3 separate regions of the Sus scrofa genome follow, and all the other regions are linked to region 2. A link is a contact called in public HiChIP or PLAC-seq data. All regions are on one chromosome and are shown on one strand. Each heading gives the region's core, a stretch centred on a gene start, on an enhancer-like site or on the middle of the called end of the contact. The rest is flanking DNA. Distances are from core to core; before and after follow the strand shown. Region 1 overlaps RBMS3 (RNA-binding motif, single-stranded-interacting protein 3). Region 2 overlaps RBMS3 (RNA-binding motif, single-stranded-interacting protein 3). Region 3 overlaps RBMS3 (RNA-binding motif, single-stranded-interacting protein 3).

What was found. HiChIP or PLAC-seq counts read pairs in DNA pulled down with a chosen protein or histone mark.
Region 1: a contact with region 2 is called in an H3K27ac HiChIP or PLAC-seq map of skeletal muscle, with 8 times the contacts expected there. The contact joins two enhancer-like sites. A contact is called at or near these places in 6 of 47 Hi-C or Micro-C datasets (embryonic fibroblasts, fibroblasts, heart right ventricle and 2 more) and 1 of 2 datasets of contacts at active chromatin or transcription factors (skeletal muscle).
Region 3: an H3K27ac HiChIP or PLAC-seq map of skeletal muscle shows a contact between it and region 2, with 4 times the contacts expected there. The contact joins two enhancer-like sites. A contact is called at or near these places in 8 of 47 Hi-C or Micro-C datasets (alveolar macrophages, embryonic fibroblasts, fetal skeletal muscle and 5 more) and 1 of 2 datasets of contacts at active chromatin or transcription factors (skeletal muscle).

Annotation. Positions count from the first base shown.
Region 1 is chr13:16,150,855-16,155,557 of Sscrofa11.1, forward strand. All of the region lies in intron 7 of RBMS3 (RNA-binding motif, single-stranded-interacting protein 3), which reads left to right. Among named protein-coding and RNA genes, the nearest start is that of TGFBR2, 630 kb to the right of the region's middle. Within about 2 kb of position 3,392, at least 11 of the 83 cell types and tissues checked have an H3K27ac peak or open chromatin away from gene starts, as enhancers often do. A contact at or near this core is called in skeletal muscle, where this site is marked.
Region 2 is chr13:15,715,061-15,719,618 of Sscrofa11.1, forward strand. The region is part of intron 4 of RBMS3 (RNA-binding motif, single-stranded-interacting protein 3); the gene reads left to right. Among named protein-coding and RNA genes, the nearest start is that of RBMS3, 750 kb to the left of the region's middle. Within about 2 kb of position 1,926, at least 29 of the 83 cell types and tissues checked have an H3K27ac peak or open chromatin away from gene starts, as enhancers often do. A contact at or near this core is called in skeletal muscle, where this site is marked.
Region 3 is chr13:15,970,993-15,975,273 of Sscrofa11.1, forward strand. The region is part of intron 6 of RBMS3 (RNA-binding motif, single-stranded-interacting protein 3); the gene reads left to right. Among named protein-coding and RNA genes, the nearest start is that of TGFBR2, 810 kb to the right of the region's middle. Within about 2 kb of position 2,774, at least 6 of the 83 cell types and tissues checked have an H3K27ac peak or open chromatin away from gene starts, as enhancers often do. A contact at or near this core is called in skeletal muscle, where this site is marked.

The DNA.
Region 1 (4,703 bases), core at 2,142-4,641, 440 kb after region 2:
AAATTTTTGACTGCAACAGGTGTTCTGTCAGAGAAAAAATGGAATAATAAACAGTGTAATCCCTGTGGAGTTGAAATTAGATCTTGTGGGAAATGAATAATTTTCCTTGTTAACAGCTGTGCAGGTTCAGTTTCTTTTCCACTGTCATTATCTGGATTTGGTACCCCCTTGGATGTCCAGAGAGGTCTCAGGGGGTTGGGATGATTCTAGCAGTGGCCACTGTTCCATCAGTGGTGGGATGGATGGATCCAAGCCAGTCATCTCTGATGGGAAGCTGCGACTATGCGTGGAGCTCCCTCTCCATTTTTTCTAGGTCTATCAGTAATCTTAAAAAGAGAGCTAAACTTGGAAGTACAGAAGAGTGTGGTGACACATGACATGCTACCCAAATGCTGGGCCCAAGGTCATGCCTGTCTTGGTTGGGGCCATCCAAAGACTGATCCCTGTGCTGGTGTGAACGCTTGGCCACCTAGGCTCCAATCAGAACAACTAAGGGCCATTCTAGCTCCAAGCTCCCACTCAAACCAGCCAACATAAGGCCTTCATCATAGCTCAACTCACCCCTCTGTCCACTCCTTTTCAGAGGAGATGATCCCAAAGCCTTTCCTTAATACACATGGTGAGTGCTGTAAACTCCATCTCAGGGCCAGCTTCCCTGGGAGCCCAAGCCACAGCCTAGAGACAACAGGACACACCAAGGATGCTTTACTAGATTATTGCAATGACAGTTACAAGTGACATGGTAGGGTTATAATCCTGTTTTATATTTGATGGGTCTTAGTAATGCAAGCAAATTCACCGCTAACATGTAAGGGATCGCCATGTTATGTGAATGGCGTGAATGAAGGCCCCAAACTTTTATCATTACATCTAGAATCAAGCATTACTTCCTTATGAGACTGGAGAAAAACAAAGTGAGAAGTATATTGGTTTTAGTCTGTGTAGAAGGTTTTACAATTTTTGAGTTAACATGCATGGCTCTATGAATTTTTGCCTTTGAAAAAACTACCCTTTTGATTTAGGATTTGAAAGAATTATTACCTACATTATCAGTACTCACTGATGCTGCCAATTCAATTATCTACAAAGGAGGGCAGTGGTGGCCAAGATAAACTAAAACAATGAATTATCCAGAATCATTTATGTTTGTCCTGAGGTTCTTTTTCTTACATTGAATACAAATGCTTTATATAGTACACATTAAAAAGTATAACTTGTAAATAATCTGCCCATGGATAATTGAAAAAACAGACTATATTTAGATTTTATTCTTTCTCTAAGAAATTATAATCATATATAGTAATAAAGATGAAGCATTACATTGAATAAGAATCATTTTTGGTAGCCTATCAGTCACAAAGGACACTACAAGGCAGTAGATGGATAATGAAGTTAACTGAATGAAGGCATAGTTGAAAGACACTTGGGAATAAAATAGGGTGTCATTTTTCAAATTACATTCAGAATTTCCTTAGCACTTGCAAACAGAATGGCAGATGATTCGTATTAGAAACTGACCTTACTTTAAACTAACACAACATTATAAATCAACCATACTTCATTAAAATAAATTTAGGAAAAATAAATTGATCCTACTCATTCAAATTTGGTTGTTAACAGTGTGTGTAAATTTTAAACAAAGCAACCCTTGAAGCCATTTTGAATTTAAAAGTTCACCTCACTTCTATTGGAATTTTTATATGCCTTTTCAGAGTTGGGAATAAAAAGGACTCGAGCCGTATCAGTTTATATGAACTTTTTTGTTTTTTCATTGAAGGGAGATTTTCCTTAGGAAAGATAAATATTCTCTTTCTTCACCGTGTCAGCAGTAAACAGTGATATCTCAGTGAAAAAAAGCTAAATCTCATTGCATATATTCCTTGTTCAGCACTATACCTGTGCCTCAACATAGGTTTTCTCTTTGTTTCTTCAGAAATCTTGTGAGGGGCCTCACATTAAACTTGGAAGGTGCTAAGGCTCAGAAAGTTTGAATGAGTCACTGGAGGTCACGGGGCTAGAAAAGTAGCAGGTGTCCGGTTCTGAGTCAGGCAGCCTGACTTTGTCATCCATTTTCTCACCAAAATACGGAACAGTAGTGGATGTCCACTCTGTCCTAAAAAGGAATAGAATCTGCTTCAAGGAAAAACATTAGCTCAAAGATGGAACGCCGTCATGTGTCCATCTCAGTGACTTCTCTTCATCCATTTAACTGTCAGACCATGCACATCAATGCTTTTGTTTTTAGGACTTCTGAAACTGAGTGCAAGGAGTTACTGTTTCTTTGGAGGCTTCTAAGAAGTATCAGGATGCTGCTTGCATGTTTTTTTATTACTTGGCCTGAATTCATGTTATGCTTTATGGGGATGCCTTAATTTCTGCTTCAGTATAAACAATTGTTTATGGAACCATTTTAATATATGCCAAGGGACACTAATTCATTCATCAAAAATATTGGAGCACCTCCTGCATGTTAGGCTCTGTGCCAGGCATTGAATACAAAACAGTGAAGAAAATAGACAGTATGTCCACTTTCAGGATGTTTACTTCCTTGCGGGAAAAGAGGCAAGCAACATGAGTTCTAGAGGCCACTCGATTATATATTGCTCTAATGTAATTCATCCATGAGCTGTTAACATTCTTAACCTGAGGACATTCAGAAATAAAAGAGATTTACCTCTTCCAAGGAAAATATTTTTCTGATCTCTGCCTTGAAAACTACGAAGTGTCATTTTTTAAATGTATGGATTAGTATAAAGTAGTATGCAAATAGCAGGATTTGAGGCACATACTTGTCTATTAACATGGCCTGAAATATTTAATTGTTGTAAATAGCAATGATTATTGCATATATTTTGTATAAAGTTTTTAAGGTGTTCTGAGATACATGGATGATTATGTACCTTTTGTAGTCAATCATTTTTTTCCCCAAAGTGGACCTCAGTATGTTTAACCCAGTTGATTTCACTAAGACACACAAAGACCTAGAAACCTTAAGCCCTAAGCTTTTCCATAAGTAACTGTTCCCAAATATTGGGTCATCCTTCTCAGCTTGTTAGCTCGGAGAGCAGCCAGGTCTGCAAAGAATGAATTCTCATTATAACCTTGTCCAAAACTTAGTGTCATCTTTCCTATTTATTGGAATCAAGTTGGGTTCATGAGCCCTACCTCTACCATCTTGACATGTAATTTTGGCCCATTGTTGAATGCATCTCTGAGACTGCTCCTGGAATGATTCTCTCTACGTTTGCTGGCTCTCTGATCTGTCCTGAACATGTCTGGAAAGACGGTTTCAATGTTTCGGGTCTGTGGATTTGGCCTGAGTGTGAATAACTGGGTCATGTTCCTGGCCTCAAAGAACTTGGAGCCTGGCCGACAAAGTTGCCTGATGAATACAGTCATGGAAGTTGGAACAGAAGGAGACCTTAGAGACTGCCTAATCCAACCATTTCGAACAGATGCAGGGACTTCAGTGCCAAGAGGGGTCAGTCACATGACTAACCCAGGGTCTCAGGATGAACTTGTAGCAAAAGCCAGGCCAGAATCCGGTTCTCTCCTCCAAAGATCACCCTCTTCCCATGGCTCCGTACACAGGCTCTAATTTTTGGCATGCCTGTTCTTAACCTCATAAATAGGATGGACTGTTGTAAAGTTTGAATGGATTTATACTAAGGATTAGCTATTGTCTTTTGTGATTAAAAAAATCTCTGGCTCAGCATAGTGACTGAAGAAAAGGTAAATAATAAAGCACAATGACTCACTTTTTTTAAAAAGTGAAAGTGAACTGTAGCATAACTGTTAAATAAGTTAAAATTCATATACTTTTGGGTGGCCTGTAAATATCAGAGTCACTGTGTTCTTGGGGGGTCACTTCGTTCCTCGTTTTTCCTCTTTATAAGTTGACATGGTGCTATGGTTGGGCTACTGTGGCAGCAGGGAGACCAGTGAAGAGGCTATTGTAACCCAGGAGAGAGAGGCCAGTGGGCTGGCCAGTGGGCTTCACACACACAGGTGAGAAGAAGACTGAATTCTGAATGATTTTGAAGGTAGGATTGATGGAACTTAATGAGCAAATGTAGAAGAGAAAAGGAAGAGAGGAGTCCAGGATGACTTGAGACTTGAGGACCTGAGCCACTAAAGAGTTGCCATTTATAAGATAGATGGGGCTGGGAAGGGTCAGTGGGGGTGGGGAGCAGTGTCTCTGGGATGTGCATGTGAAAATACTGAGTAAGCAGGTGAACCCATGAGTCTGGTAATGAAAGGGCAGGACCAGTCTGGAGAGATGACTTAGAGATGGAGTTTAAACTCAGGAGACTTGATAAGATAACATCCTAGGGATTTCATGCAGGGGAGGAGGGACCACAAGACTGGGGGAGGTGTCTTCTCTCCCACATCACAAAGATCAGGTGTGCAGAGTAACTTACTTTGCTTTTCATTTTTTCCATTTAACATGAAAGGTGGAGTTAGTTTGTAGAAAGTGTTGAGATTTAGACAGGCATGCATATAGGCTCTCAGAGGATAACTCGGAAAAAACGGGGGCAGCATTGAATGGACTCTTTTTGAAACTTGGCCCATGATGAAAATAACAGCAAATCTTGAGGCAGATCTTTCTTCCTGGGTGGGTCTAAGTCTGATTATTTGGGCAGTGTGCTATCTATTTTCCATGTTACAAAGCACCAGGGGAACTTATGTCATTTCATCAGATA
Region 2 (4,558 bases), core at 676-3,175:
TCAAATACAAGGAAAACCTATAGTTGACTTGTGGCAATACCTTGTAGTAATATGGGTATAATCTGCTTTCTCTTCCAGACCTCATATTAAAAGTTGTCACTTCTCAGTTTTCTTTTTGGCCTTTTTTTTTTTTTTTTCCTATTAAAAGAAGCAATTTTAAAAGGAACATTACTTTTGGTTAGGAGTAATGAAGAAATCTTGGTGACAAGTCAGAATATTTAAAGAGGAGACATAACTGGATTCAAAAAGAGTTTCATCAAAATGAATTTGCTGTTGGCAGGCCACTCTGAATAATCACCAAGTTTTAGAGAAAGGAGAGCTGAAAGTAGTTTATTGGCTTAATGATCACATACATGATGATGTTTGATTGAGTTGTAACCTAATATTTCTCAGGAATTTTGTTACAGCCCATTCCAAACACCCAACCTGTTGCTATTGCCCTGTGAGACTCAGGGTGGATTTCTATCTGTACTGAGGCACTTTGGGGAGGTTTCTTGGCAAAACAACTTAGTTGAACTGGGAAACCTCAAAAGAGTAAAACATAGTCACAGTCTGATGAGTTGATATTTTACAGTTGAGAAATAGATACCTCTCCCCTAGGTGATCTTTGGAAAACTTTACTCATCTTTATAAAACTTAAAAATTCCCCCAAGCACACACAGCAAGCTTGCCTTTCCTTCCTTTCCAGAGCCTTACCAGTTCACTCTGTTCCCATCAGTTCAGTGCAGTTTCTTATCACATTGTTCTTTCATCCATCTCCCGCCTTCCTTCTTTGGCCATCTGCTTCCCCAGAAGACCTTGAAGAGAAGGTTTCAGACCATAGGACCCTGACTAAGTTTCTCTGGCTGGTGGTGCTCAGATTCTGTTCAGAGCCTGGTGTGAAGTTGGGGTCAGGTGGAAAGAGTCATCCATCAACGGCACACTGATTTCAGGCTGAATTTCCAACCATCTGCAGCTGGACGGCCGCCCGGCTGTGAAAGTCTAGCTGGGCCCAGTTGTGCCATGGAAAGAGCAGACCCTTGAAAACACCAGGCCTGAGCAGTTGCCAAAGGAAGAAGGAGGCTCCTGAGGGGGTAAAGGATATTCTTAAAGATGTGAACGTACAGATCCTCCAAAAGCAAAACCAAACAACCCTTAACACATTTCTTGCAGATGAAAATGTAGAAAATTTTGCTGAGGGAGGGAGTGAGTTTAGAATTTCCTTAGTACTTCCTGCCTCAGATTTGCATTGATAGTCAGAGTTGGTAACTTGCCAGTTTGAAAACAGCCTTGAAAACTCCCAAGTACTCTTTTCCTTTGAAAGCCTGAAACATACAGAACTGGTTTTCTCAAAATCTTCCAGCAATAGTATTTTTAGCTACAACTCCAAATATTTCTTACACTTTGGAGGTGGGGTGGGGGGCGGAGGCAATGGTAGCATGAAACTATGATAAATCTTGTCTCATTTTAGAATGTATACTATTTTAATTGGTTTGAAATGAGAGAAATACAGAAAGAGGTTACTCTCCCTCTTCAGCTGCTGTTTTCTCTCTTTACTCCTTCAAATCTTTGTTATCATTGGCCTTTTCTTTTCTATAATGTAGTCACTGTTTTCACAACACTAAATCTAGTGCCTACTTAAAAGGAGTAGATACGTAAAAATATCATGTTTTTTTCTCCCCAATAATTCCAAACTTAAAGGAAACACCATGCATATTTCTCTTAACAGTATCTTTCCAACACATTTTCCTTTCACTTTCTCTCCATTTGGAAAAAGAAGAACAGAATTATAACTCAAAACTGTTTCCATCAAATAATAAAAAGCATTTCGGGTTGGACGTGGGGGCCATTGGAAGGGACAGAGGCCAAAGAAGAGGAGGGCGAATGCAAGTCATTTCAGGTCTTTCTGGCTCCAGGAATTCTGGAAAGCTTTGTTTTTGCACTACTATGATTCACACAATCCTCTTTGACGTTATCAGTCTTTTTGGCAGAAGAGGGCTCAGTCACAATTATGCCCATGCCAAATTCTAAGAAAATCGGGCTTTTCCTTTAAAAGAAAATCTTTTTAGTGTTGGACTTCTTATTCAGAGTAAATGGTTGATGTTTATCCAAAATTGGCTTCGAGTACTACATTAAAATTGTGTTTTGTAACAGTCTCCTAAGCCACAGCTGTATGTGATTAAATAGTGTAATATCAAAAGCATGTGAGTAGACATTTTTATGCTATAGCTGTTCACAGTAAGAGTACAGATGGAGCTGACAGGAGACCAAGAGCAAAAAGGTACTCGTGTGTTAGGAGACGTGTATTGAGGGTCTGTGTTGCTGGTTTTTTTTTTTTTTTTTTTGTACTAGTGGGAAAAATGCTGAACTATTTTGGATGTGATTAAAAAATATGCTCTTTGAAAATGGAAACAGAAACAAAATGCCAATTTTTATTTTAAATATGGAGTGCCATTTAATTGCAAAACACATAGTTCCTGAATGAATCTGGAAGCAATGCAAATGGAAAGATTAAGTTTGTTCCCAGGAAGCACACATTCAGAAAGCAAAAGTGAAGTTTGCTTTTCTGTTTGGAAATTATAAATGCTTTTCTCCTCTGGTGTGTGTGTGTGTGTTTGGGGGGAGGAGAGTTTTTGTTTTGTTTTGTTTTTTGCTATATTAATCTGTGGAACTATTATTACAAGAAGATTATAGGTCATTTGCCTCTAAACAAAAGAGTGATAGATAATTAGGATCCGTAACTTAGAGCAAAACAGGTGGTAGCATGATTCTTTGTTAGGATATTTGAAAATATGGTATTCAGTTTGCTATGAATACTGACCTTTTATTGCCATTGTTAAAAGTTACATAGTCACACAAGGAGACACAACTTTAGATTCTATTTCTTTAGCAGAGATTTTACAAAAGAGAAACTTTAGCTACAATGTTTTTGAAAGCCTGTTTGTTCATGAAAACTATAATCTCTAGCCTTCTAGAGATTATCAGTCTATAGGATTACTAATACTAATAAAAGATGTAAAAGATATGTTAGTAAGTAATTGTTTGGGGGGCTAGAAAAAGCTTATAGAAGCAGCTATTGATGTTCAGATTTCAAACATTCAAAAGCACTTTTAAAAAGGAAAAGAAGAGGGGTGGACCGAGGTAAATTGGGTTCTGATTGCTTTTGTTTTTAATTTTTCTTTTTCAAGTTGACATTCGCAAAGAATTTGTTCATGTGAATTTGTGTGTGTGTGTGTATGTGTGTGTGTGTGTGTGTGTGTGTGTAGATTTATTGGTCAGGAAATATATACCATGTGGAATCAGATATCTGAGTAAAGCCTTGCTGTTCAGAGCATCAACCTCTAATAGACATTAAATTTCAAGAGGATGGATAATATATGATAAGACATTCATTCTGCTTTTTTGTGGAACTCTGATTTGTATGTCAATGAACCGGTTTCTAGGACCGGTTCCCTAAGATGCCCTTCCAGGCCTAGCATTTCTGACTCTCTTGTTGAGATAGATGAGGCTGCTTTGATTTTTAGGGCTATTTGGGAAATGAACTGGGTTTTGTGCCATTGATGAGTTTTTGTTCAGGTCCTCCATACTTTCTCCAGAGCAGTTCAAACGCTGCTTTGCTGACTCTGGAGACTTGGCAAATGTAACTGTCTGCATCTTTTGCTGCATCTAAATCTAGCACACCCAGAGAAGTACCTCTGTCACCCAGGAGTGGGTGGAGAGCAGTTCCCAGGGGTGGGACCAATCCACAGGCACTACTGAATCATTATCATTGTTGGCTTTGTTGTGGTTTGAGTTTTCTCCTTTGAGTGCATAAAATTAGATCTGATCCAAAGACTTGCTCTCTCTAGGTGCATAAAAGTGGACTGGTTATGCATATGTTTGGCTAAACCAGTTGAGGTAATGAAAAAAGTAGGATTGTCTCATTAAGATCCTGACAGCTCTAGTTTCATGAATGAATCTTGGAACTACATGTGAAAATAACAAGCGATCAGTGAAATGCTATTTTGACTGGAGTTTGCAAAACGTTCCAGTCTCTAAATTTCTGAATAGTAGCCTTAAAAGCATAGGGGGAAATATTGTAGTAACCCGAGTGCATGGTACTGAAGGAGAAAAATAATCACTTCTCCAAGATACACTTAATAAAACATTATCTTTTCCTCTTTTTCTTGCTAGATACCCTTTCTTGGTCCCCTTGAAGCCTCTGTTAGCTGAATTAATGAAAGTAAATAGAACCTTGAATTTTGTTTTTATGGATTACTAACACATGGCAAAAATGAACTAGACTACATATACAGTCAGATCAACCCTGATAATGTCCTTCCCTGTTGTGTGAAAAATGTGGTATAATAGAAGAAAAATTAATCTCATGATATTCTAAATATTGGTAGTAATCATTTCAGGAACTGATTTTTAACTTGTTCTAGAACTAGCTTTCCTGTCATTGTACTGTAGTGTTAAGAAATTGGCAAGTATTGCACTCAGTATGCCAGATGCAGATGACCTTTTGGTTAACTCATCCTTAACTGGTAGTTTTCAAGCTGACTATGGATCATGTATAGAATTTAATGAGGATTTTTGA
Region 3 (4,281 bases), core at 1,524-4,023, 260 kb after region 2:
AGCTGAGGCAGTTACCTCATTCATCTATTTCCCAAAATATAACTACCATTGACCTCTCCAGTGAAGTTTAAGTTCTTGAGTTGTTTACTCTGGTTTGGGCAGGCAGCCAGTTTGGAATGTCCTTTATCTCCATCTTAGCAGAACCATAACCCAGCCTTATCCATTTTACAAGACTAAGCACACTGTAAAATCAAGGCCAGTCAGGAAAAGGGACATGCCTCTAGGATGTTCAAAAAGAGGGATTGTTTGCATAGATCTGGAAGAGCTGAGAAGCTAAACACAGCTTAGGAGGGGACCTAGATGTGAGGACAACAAAGAACTGAAGCAGATCCAGGTCTGGAGGGGTGAAGGGGGGTGGTTTACCATAACCAGAAGTCTGGCAATCTAGTAAAACTGGCACCACATAAGAGCTGTCTGGTTTGAGCTGAACCAGCAGGAGACACTGTAGCAGAAGGAAATACATTGTATTCTCTGCAGCCCATTCTGCCAGGGCCTCCCACTGGCCAAACCTCTTGGAACACATTTGGTAAGGAAGCCTGGGTGGGAAGTATAGTTTCCAAGGATACAGACAGAGCAGCAGGATGATTCTGCAGGCCCATAGGTAATTTGAAGAGCACAGCTGAACTGTCCTCTGAGGTCAGAACTCCCACTGTCCTTCCTTAGTACCTTTCCTTGTTTGGGACAAGATAGATGTTAGAAAGTGCCAGGAATAGGGTGGGGGAGGAGAGGACTGGGAGTTTGGAATTAGTGAAGGCTAACTAGTATATGTAGAATGGATAAACATCAAGGTCCTACTGTATAGCATAGAGAACTCTATTCAATATCCTGAGATAAACCATAATGGAAAAGACTGTGAAAAAGAAAAAAAATATATATATATATAAACTTGAAATATATATATATATATATATATATTTGAATCATTTTGCTGTATAGCAGACATTAACACAACATTGTAAATCAGCTATACTTCAATCAAGAAAAAAATTTTTTGGAGTGCCCTGGTGGCTTAGCAGGTTAAGGATCCAGCATTTTTACTCCTATGGCTCAGATCCCTGCTATGGCGTGGGTTCAGTCCCCCACCAGGGAACTTCCCCATGCTGTGGGCATGGCTAAAATTTAAAAAAAAATTTAAAATAAATAAATAGAATAGTGCCAGGCACACTGTCACTGCTCAAAGCACTTAGAACATACAGCACTGTGGTGAATACCGTTCACGTAGTAGCTCCTCTACTCTCACAAGAGCCCTATAAAATAAGCAGGCTCTTATCCCCATTTTCCAGATGGGGAAACTGGAACTCTTCAACATCACGTAGTAAGTGGCAAAACCCAGGTTCAACTCCAGGCTGTGCAGCTCCAATGTCCATTCACTTAACATCGCAATCCTCTACCTCTCAAAATCCCTGCACTTCTAGTTCCCTAAGCATCTAGTGCAGGGCACTGCATGGGTCAGGGATGTTTAAATACTCATTTGAGAGTTCCCTGGTAGATTAGCAGTTTAAAGAATTGACATTGTCACTGCTGTGGTGCAGGTTCGATCTATGGCTCAGGAACTTTCCCATGCTGGGTCAAGGCCCCTCCAAAAACCTGATTTCCTGATTTTTTAATATCATGCAGTAATCACTGATGTTCTTAAGCTTTTACAATCATTTGGGTTGGCTCGTTTTTCAAACTTTTTTTCTTTTATTTTTTTTATGTTTCCATAGTCTCATCTCCCGTAGTCTGACTGTCCTGTGCTTTTCCATATGCACAACTGCACGTTGTTTTTTGGAAGGTAAATTCATAGGATTGGATATCTAGAGATATCTCCTTTCAAGTTCTCCAGTGTTATCTAGGGAAGTGATATTGTCATAAATCACATTCATAGGAACATAATCAGTTGGATTCCTGGAAAGTTAACTTTGATGAGGCAAAATTCTTACAACAGCTCCTTTCCATTATCGACCTGCCAATGATGGCTTAACTATGCTTAAGAAGCTTTACATACATGATGGCCTTTTATGCACAGGGCAATCCTGTGAGCATTCTGATAAAATTTTCCAGTGCCCTTATGTTGTCTCCTTTTTCCTTATCTATTCTTTTTCAATTATGATCATGTTCAGTTTCAATATGAGGACATTTTCAATATGAGGAAACCCAAACTCATGGGCTACACCCAGTGAGCAGCAGAAGGGGGATTGGAACTGTATCTGTTCAGCTACAGAACTTGCAAAGATTTCAGTGGCATGCAATACTTTACAACATGAAAGTACACTGAGATGAAAGCATTGAAGGAAACACAGAAACTCTTTGTGATGCCTAAAGAGTGAGGCTGCGCCTTTAAAATGCACACACTGTACACCAATTTCACAAAACATTTTGGCCAGGAAAAGATAACCTTTACATTCTTAAGAATGGCCTCTTGTGACCTCACGCAGCAGAATTACCTGGAGAATGAATTTCTTTTAGTGAGTAAAACATAAATGAGCATATATTTTAAATGCAATTGGCAAGTCATTTAAACCAAGGCATTCACATCCTTGTCCTCTTTCTGGCCTTTCTTCCAGTTGGGTTTCTGCATATGACCGTTATGGGGATTGTGACTTTAAAAATATATTTTAAAATCCTGCAGTTAGCCTGTGAGGACATTTTTATTCTGTCTCTGGCTGCAGGAACTGAGTTTGACTAGACTCTGTATCAAAATAAGATCCAGAGAGGCATTCCTAAACTTGGACCTTTTGTCCAGGCTGACTTCCTGTTGACCAAGTGACAGCCCTTCAACTGGCCTGGGGTCAAGCTGTCCACACAGAACAGGGAGCAGTGTTCTCCAGGGCAGCACAAGCTCCAAGCTGATGAAAAGGAGCATGAGATGGAACCAAAATTGGTCCGCTTTCCGTTCTGGGTTTACTTGAGTCCAAAGGTCCAAAGGAAGTCAGAGCCATCAAGTGTGTTGGTTGGTAGTTCCATTCTCACTGGGCCTGAGTGATGTAAATGGTCCTATGCTTCCCCTCAACAAATTCTTCAATCTTTGTCCCTAAACACCGGCTTGTGTGAACATGCTATTAGCTGGCAGGGTCCAGTTTCAATATTAGCAGTTCCATTCAGTTTCAAGCTTCTCACAGTTGTCTATGCTGGGTATGAATCTGAAACTGCTGCCAATTTTCTTTACAGGCATTTCAGTATCATCATCCGAGCGCTTATGTTATTATCTCTGGAAGTGTTGTTTTTCAGCTATTTTCTGCCTCTCAAAACACAGGGTGGTTTAGCTATTTTATCAATGAAATTTGAACATGTAGTGTAGTGTAGCTAATGCTTGACTTATGATTTTCTTGATTTCTTTTATGTCACTACCTGATGGAGGAAACACTCAGTATTTTCAATGAGACGATGCCTTAAGTACCATCTGTTTCCTAATGACTTAATGTGTGTCCACAGAGAAAGCACAAACATTTCTCATCTCTCAGATCTTGGGAGAAATATTTAATCTTAGCACCACCCCAGATCTGCTGCTCAGAACCTGTGTTTTAACAAGACCCCTGGTGTTTCATGTGCAAATTGAAGTTTGAAAATCTTTAAAGTTTGGCCCGGATCCACAACTGTGCAACTGCATCTTCTGAGCAGCCCTGAGAGGGATTTTCCAACTTCTCTTTGAACACTTCCAGTAATACGGATATCACTTTTGCAAGAATTATTGGAAAGCCGAACTCTGCCTCCTTATAATTTCCACTCTTAGACCTTGTTTCTTCTCTTTATTGCAAACAGAATAGGTTTAATAGGACCTTTCAAATATTTGAAGGTAGTTAATATTTTTGTCACCCCATCCTCCCTCTCTCCTCTTCCTCTCTCTCTCTCATTGTCTGTCTTCTGTCTTTCATTCTCTTTTATTTGTTCCTACCCTCTCACCTATAACCCACTTCTTATCATTTTATGCGGAGCCAGTGTTTTTTGTTTGTTTTTATTTTTTTACCATTCCTTTTTTTTTTTTATGTCTTTTTGCCTTTTCTAGGGCCTCTCCCATGGCATATGGAGGTTCCCAGGCTAGGGGTTTAATCAGAGCTGTAGCCCCCGGCCTACGCCAGAGCCACAGCAACACGGAATCCAAGCTGCATCTGCAACCTACACCACAGCTCATGGCAATGCTGGATCCTTAACCCACTGAGCAAGTCCAGGGATCAAACCTGCAACCTCATGGTTCCTAGTCGGATTTGTTAACCACTGCGCCATGACAGGAACTCCACCATTCCTTAATTGGCCTTCTTTCAAGATTTTTCAACAATAATTATTAGTATCTTACTAATGGAC